2 separate regions of the Mus musculus genome follow, and region 1 is linked to region 2. The links are chromatin contacts, called in public Micro-C maps. All regions are on one chromosome and are shown on one strand. Each heading gives the region's core, a stretch centred on a gene start, on an enhancer-like site or on the middle of the called end of the contact. The rest is flanking DNA. Distances are from core to core; before and after follow the strand shown. Region 1 overlaps Nmnat3 (nicotinamide nucleotide adenylyltransferase 3). Region 2 holds the start of Nmnat3 (nicotinamide nucleotide adenylyltransferase 3).

Region 1 (2,755 bases), core at 127-2,626, 42 kb after region 2:
GTGGCCATCAGTGACATAGGCTGTCCAGACTCCACTCTCCACAGTTACCCTGCAACAGCAAGGTAGCCCAGCCCATTATAAAAGGGGCTGCTTGGCCCCTCCTCTCTTTCTTGCCTCTCTTGCCTCTCTTGCTTCTCTTGCTTTCTCTCTAGCCCTCTTGCTCCTTCTCTCCCCCTCCCTCTCCCCACATGGCCATGGCAGGCCTCTACTTCTCTACCTTTTCCCTCTCTCTGTTTTCTATAATATAGCTCTAAAACCATGGATTGTCGAAACCTGCTGTGCTGGAGCAATGGAATAGACCTTCCCTTAAAGAGTCAAGTCTTATCTCCCGCAAGAAGGCCTTCAGCGTTTCCACCACTCACCCAAGAGGGAACCACCCAGTGCTCTTTCCCCCCTGCCCCTTCTCCCTTCATCCCCAGGACTGACTGAGCCCCTCACTTTGTTCTCTGTCCCTGAGCAGTTCCGTGGTGTCCCATAGCAGTCTCTCACATCCGCCCGCCTAGAGCCCTGGAGCTCTGGCGGGACACAGGTCATCTTTCCTACCCCTTATATCCCCAGACTGGCACCCCGACAGGGGCTGGCTCTACTCAAGGTTCTCCTCTTTTGAGTCCTGGTTTAAGAAATAAATATAGAGAGAGTGGAGTTCTGAGCTGCTTGGAATGAGTGTATAAATAAGAAACAAATTCTACTTTAAAATGTAGGGGTGTTTGCTAATGTAATGTACCTGTCTTCTCTTAGTGGACAGTCATTCAAAGTAAGTCGACTAGAAAGTTGTTAATTTTGAGTCCATGCCAGTCTAGCTAGTTATCAAGTTGGTATGGACCTGTAGGTACCTATAAGCAGTATTAAGACCAGAGATGTGCGTCCTGGTAACATCTGCATAAATGTGGCTCAGAGTAGATAGAAAGACATACAAGTTTATTCTGTGGGCTTTGAAGCCAGATATTTCTGGTATTCTTTCTCTCCCTCAATTGATGGTAACCCTCATCATGACCTCCTATCAAACATGACTACTGCCCAAAGGCTCTGGTGGTTCTAAGATTTTGGCTGGAGCTTGTGGACAGCTGAACCCTCGGAACATTGCTAAACCCTTTCATCGTCTCTGATGTCTGGAAATAGCCCAAGTGGCTTGAGGTTTTGCTCACTTGTAAATGTTTGAGTATTGTGTCCACAAATTGCAAATTGAGTAACTCAATTTTGAGGCACAGCTGTTATTTGGAAAAGACCCATCTAGGAGCAGGAGCTCCTTGCAAAATGACTGTGCTTCGTTTTTGTCAAGTACCAGGAAATGATTAACCCACCAAGCCATATGGCAAATGCCCACTCGAAACAGAGAGCAACAGCGCTGTGTAATGAGTCTGTGTTGGGGGAGGCAGTGGGGCAGTGTCTGGTTTCTGCGGTGTACACAGGAACAGACTTGCCTCTGCGTATTTCAGGTTTCCATAGTCCTGCGTAAGGACTTTTTCCATCCATGAAAAATTCATATAAGAAATTAAGTTACAGTGCACTCCCCCCACCCCCTGCCATAGGTGCATTTTTTTTTTTTTGCAAATGATATGCACTTGAGTTACTGCATATAACATGAATTTAATCAAGGCTGCAGAAATGTGAAATTTTATGCTACTTAGATCAACATGCTTTAGCTATGACTCACTCGGTTAGAATCGTGCTCCATCTCATGTAAGAGGAAAAAGGAAGAAAACTAGGCTGCTGACAAGAGTACGTCTCCTCCAGGGAGAAGACACTAAGGCGTTAGCAGCCTCAGGCCAGTGTGATCACTAGGTTCGGGTTTTCTCTTAGTGTGTTCTCTGCCCACCTGGAGCTGGCCCTTGTCCTCGGCATCCGGATTAGCTGCTATACTCTAGCCCTCACGCTGTAGGCAGCAGAAGGAAGGCTGGGAGCTGCATGCGTTTATTGGTTTGTTTGTGCTTTGCTTTGTATAGTGCCAGGGTCCCCCCATGTAACTGAAGTCTTGCAATGTGGGTCTTGCAATGTGATCCAGGTAGCCTCAAACCCATCATCCCACTGCCTCAGCCTTCTGAGCGCCGGGATTACAGGCATGGGTCACTGTGCTCAGAAAATCACATTCAGTCTCTCTTTCCCCCTCAGCCCCCAAAAGAATATTCCTGGAGGTGTTCTAGACAGTAATCCAGCCTCCCCCTGCTGCCGAGGCAACTGGGAAAGGTAGTGGTTGTCCAGTCAGTGGGAAGGATCCAGTGACTGACAGGAAAGAGAATGAGTCTCAGGCAGGGACCAAGACTCCACTCTGCCTGATGTCAGCACTGTTTGTTCTCCTGTGGACCACACCTGGAGGGCAAGAGCAGACTTTACGTGGTACCATCTTGCTATTACGGAGGCCTCTTGCTTCACGTCTTCTGGAAGAAAAAAATCAGTTAAGAGACACAGACTAGGGTAAATATGTGTAGCTCCGTGGTAGAACACTTGCCTAGCAAACACAGGGTCCTAGGTTCAATCCCAAAAGGCATAGACAGTTTGTGGTGTTTTGTTTTGTTTTGTTTTGTTTTGTTTTGTTTTGTTTCAAGAAATGTCTCACTATGTAGCTCCGGCTGTCCTAGAACTTGCAATTAGACCAGGATGGCCTAGAACACACAGAGCTCTACCTGCGTCTGCCTCCTGAGTACTGGGATTAAAGGAACATGCCACCATGCCTCGCCAGACAGATTAAGCAGTGGTTTACTTAGCAAAGCAAAGCAGACGTTCTGAAGTGAAACTGGAGTGGGCTGCCCTAAAAGTG
Region 2 (2,700 bases), core at 92-2,591:
AGATGCCTCCAAATTTTGTGACACACCACCTACGCTGCTGGCATCAGTAAGAAACTATCCAAAGGACACTGTACACTTAGCTACTATCGTGCTGCTTGAACCTCCTCCAAAGCCATCGAGGTAGAGGGTTGTTTCTACTGATTACAGGGAAGGAAACTGAAACCTGAGTAGGTAAAGCTGCTTGCTTGGGGTCACTTTATGGAGGTGCATTGTACCCTAAGTTTCCCAGAAGAAACGCAAAGGGCACAGGGTCTACTGCCTGAGTGGGGAGGTATCTTTTCCCTGGTTTCTTAGTGGGGCTACCTGTGTGCCCACATACTGATTAATGGCAAAGGTGTGGCCCTTCCTAAGAGCCTGGGAATATCATGGGAGACTGGGGATAGAAACTGGGTCCAGAGCTAGCTCTCCACCCAGGAGTTGATTTATCACTGTGGCTAGGAGGAGGGGGGAGCTTAAATGTTTAGCATTCACAAGCCTTGACATCACCCTTGATTTTTCCCCCCACCCTGCAACTCACTCCATTAGGATTGACAGGCCACGGTGAAGCTTCTTGTGAGGGCTGGGCAGTTATAGAGGGTTATGGGAGGCTGAGAAACTACTCTGCATTAGCGAGGCAAATTAAGGTTCTAAATTACACAAAGACCTCCGGGAGTAGGTCCTGAATCTCCAAGGATTCGGTTGCAATTTCTTAGTATGAATGAATATACTTGCCAGAAAGTCCTAATTGTATTTTCTTTCTAAAATAGCCCCCATTTTCCCCTCCCCCAAACTGTGCCAGCTTCAGAACCCCATCCCCCCACAACCTTTATCCTCACCAAGGCAGAGCTGGAGAATAGAGGTGTAAATGTGTCAGAAGAGGGAAGCAGGGGCCCAGGAAGAGTAAATCCTCATCTAACATGGCAGAAAGTCAATAGATAAATCAAGAAATCGCTATGTAAGCTCTTTTTCTTTCTTTCTTTCTTTTTTTTTTTTTTTTTTTTTTTTTTTGCGACAAAAAGTGACCATCCAAGGAAGGGACTGATGAAAAAGGGCTCTAGGTAGAGCAGAACAGGAGGGGCTTGTTTCTTTCATTGTAAGTAGCTATTTTATACTTTAAGAACTGTTCATACATTGCTTGATATGGTTTTAATTCAGGCTTTTAAAAACCAGAGTGAAAGTTAGATGAAAGAAACAAACAGAATACAAAACTAAAAAAAAAAGTAAAAAATGAAAACACAGAGCAGAAAGGCCACAGATGACAATCTACTGAGGACCTGAAGAGCGGGGGCGGGGCACGGGGCGTGGTCTTAGGTCGCTGAGGGGGCGGGGCAAAGCTCCGCTCTGTCTCCCGGGAGTTCCGCCCACAGCAGGAAGCTGGGAGCGCAAGGTCAAGTTCACTCGCGGCTCCGCCCCCAGCCTGGGTCAAGACTAGTTAGTCTTAGGGCGATCTGCGGGGTGACCCATCCTGGTCGAGCAGCAGATCCGCGGTCCCTGTTGACTCTGAGCGGAGCCCCGCGACGCGCAGGTAAGCACAGCCAGCGACCTTGGCTGCCTGCTTCGCCCGCGTGGGTGTCCACGAAGCCTTGAGTCCCCGCGTACCTACCAGGCCCACGTGACTCTCGGGGGCGGCGACTCGGGCGCGCGCGCGCACGACAGAGTCAGATGGCTGTGGAGCGCAGAACCACGCTAGCCCCACGGTCACTTTTCTGACCGATTGGCTCGAGCTGACACGGGTTCGGATCCCCCCTGCAGCACGTTTACAGTCAGTTAAAAGTAAGTGTGTGACAATTACAGCGTATTGTTCAGTGTTCTCTTTCTATTGGCCTAAGTGGGGTTCCAGCGATTGTCACGTGTAGCGTGCTGCCCCGCAGAGCACAGACTAGCGAGGAGACCTCCAGCAAAGGCAAACCACACACATTAAAGTATGACAGTTCAAATTAGTAGGAGCTGTGGAGATAATTTTTAAGATAAGTAAATAAAAGCGCAGGGTGCTGGAGAAGTTTTATTACGTTTCCCGTCAGCAAAACCTGCTGGAGCTAAAGCTACCCCGTGAATGACGGAATTCCAGACATAAAGTAAGGCTTGGGAAGGAGGTTCCCTTGGGATCGTCCTGCAGAGAGCTGGTGCCTGCGAGTTCCTGTCCTAGTTAGTCGACGTCAACAAGTGAGTCATCTGGAAAGAGAGAACTTGGAGTTTTTAAATGCCACCATTAGACTAACCTGACCAAAAGGGTGTGGGGGCATTTTCTTGATTACTGATGTATGTAGGAGGGCTCAGCCCACAGTGGGGGATTCCACCACACCCTTTCCCACGTCCCCCACCCCAGTGGTGGTCCTTAGTTGTAATAGGCTGAGCAAGCCTTGGAGAACAAGCCAGGAAGCAGTGGTCCTCCATGGCCTCAGCTTCAGCCCCTGCCTGGATTTCTATCATTAATGGGACTGTGACGTTGGGAGAGCAAGGCAAATAAAGGCTTCCTACCCGAGTTGCTTTTGATCAGGGCATTTGCCTCGGCAGTTTCTTAAGCCACTGTTCTAAGATGGGACTGCTTGTACTACCAGGAAATGGGTTTGTGGGAAGCAGCTGCCAGAGCTGTTCAGACAGCAGCGGGCACAGCAGGGGTGAAGGTATCTCTGCTCCTCAAGACTGAACTTGAGGTGTCTGTCTCAGAGTAAGCTTCCCCCCCCCCCCCCCCCGCCTTAGTACATTCCCCTCTGACAGATG

The links. A called contact is a pair of places that touch in the nucleus more often than the background predicts.
Region 1: a contact with region 2 is called in a Micro-C map of muscle stem cells, with 10 times the contacts expected there. The contact joins the enhancer-like site here to the promoter of Nmnat3 in region 2. A contact is called at or near these places in 1 of 39 promoter capture datasets (macrophages), 16 of 484 Hi-C or Micro-C datasets (CD4 T cells, CD8 T cells, the MNK3 cell line and 8 more), 7 of 115 datasets of contacts at active chromatin or transcription factors (CD8 T cells, bone marrow-derived macrophages, effector CD8 T cells and 3 more) and 2 of 9 other capture datasets (adipose tissue and pancreatic islet).

What each region holds. Positions count from the first base shown.
Region 1 is chr9:98,336,920-98,339,674 of GRCm38.p6, forward strand. All of the region lies in intron 1 of Nmnat3 (nicotinamide nucleotide adenylyltransferase 3), which reads left to right. Among named protein-coding and RNA genes, the nearest start is that of Gm46126, 39 kb to the left of the region's middle. Within about 2 kb of position 1,377, at least 57 of the 459 cell types and tissues checked have an H3K27ac peak or open chromatin away from gene starts, as enhancers often do. A contact at or near this core is called in the MNK3 cell line, adipose tissue, memory CD8 T cells and 1 more, where this site is marked.
Region 2 is chr9:98,295,229-98,297,928 of GRCm38.p6, forward strand. Nmnat3 (nicotinamide nucleotide adenylyltransferase 3) reads left to right here and starts at 1,342. Exons shown (of 5, transcript NM_144533.3): 1 at 1,342-1,752. It overlaps Gm46126 (a long non-coding RNA gene), which reads right to left. Exons shown (of 2, transcript XR_001779264.2): 2 at 1,969-2,151.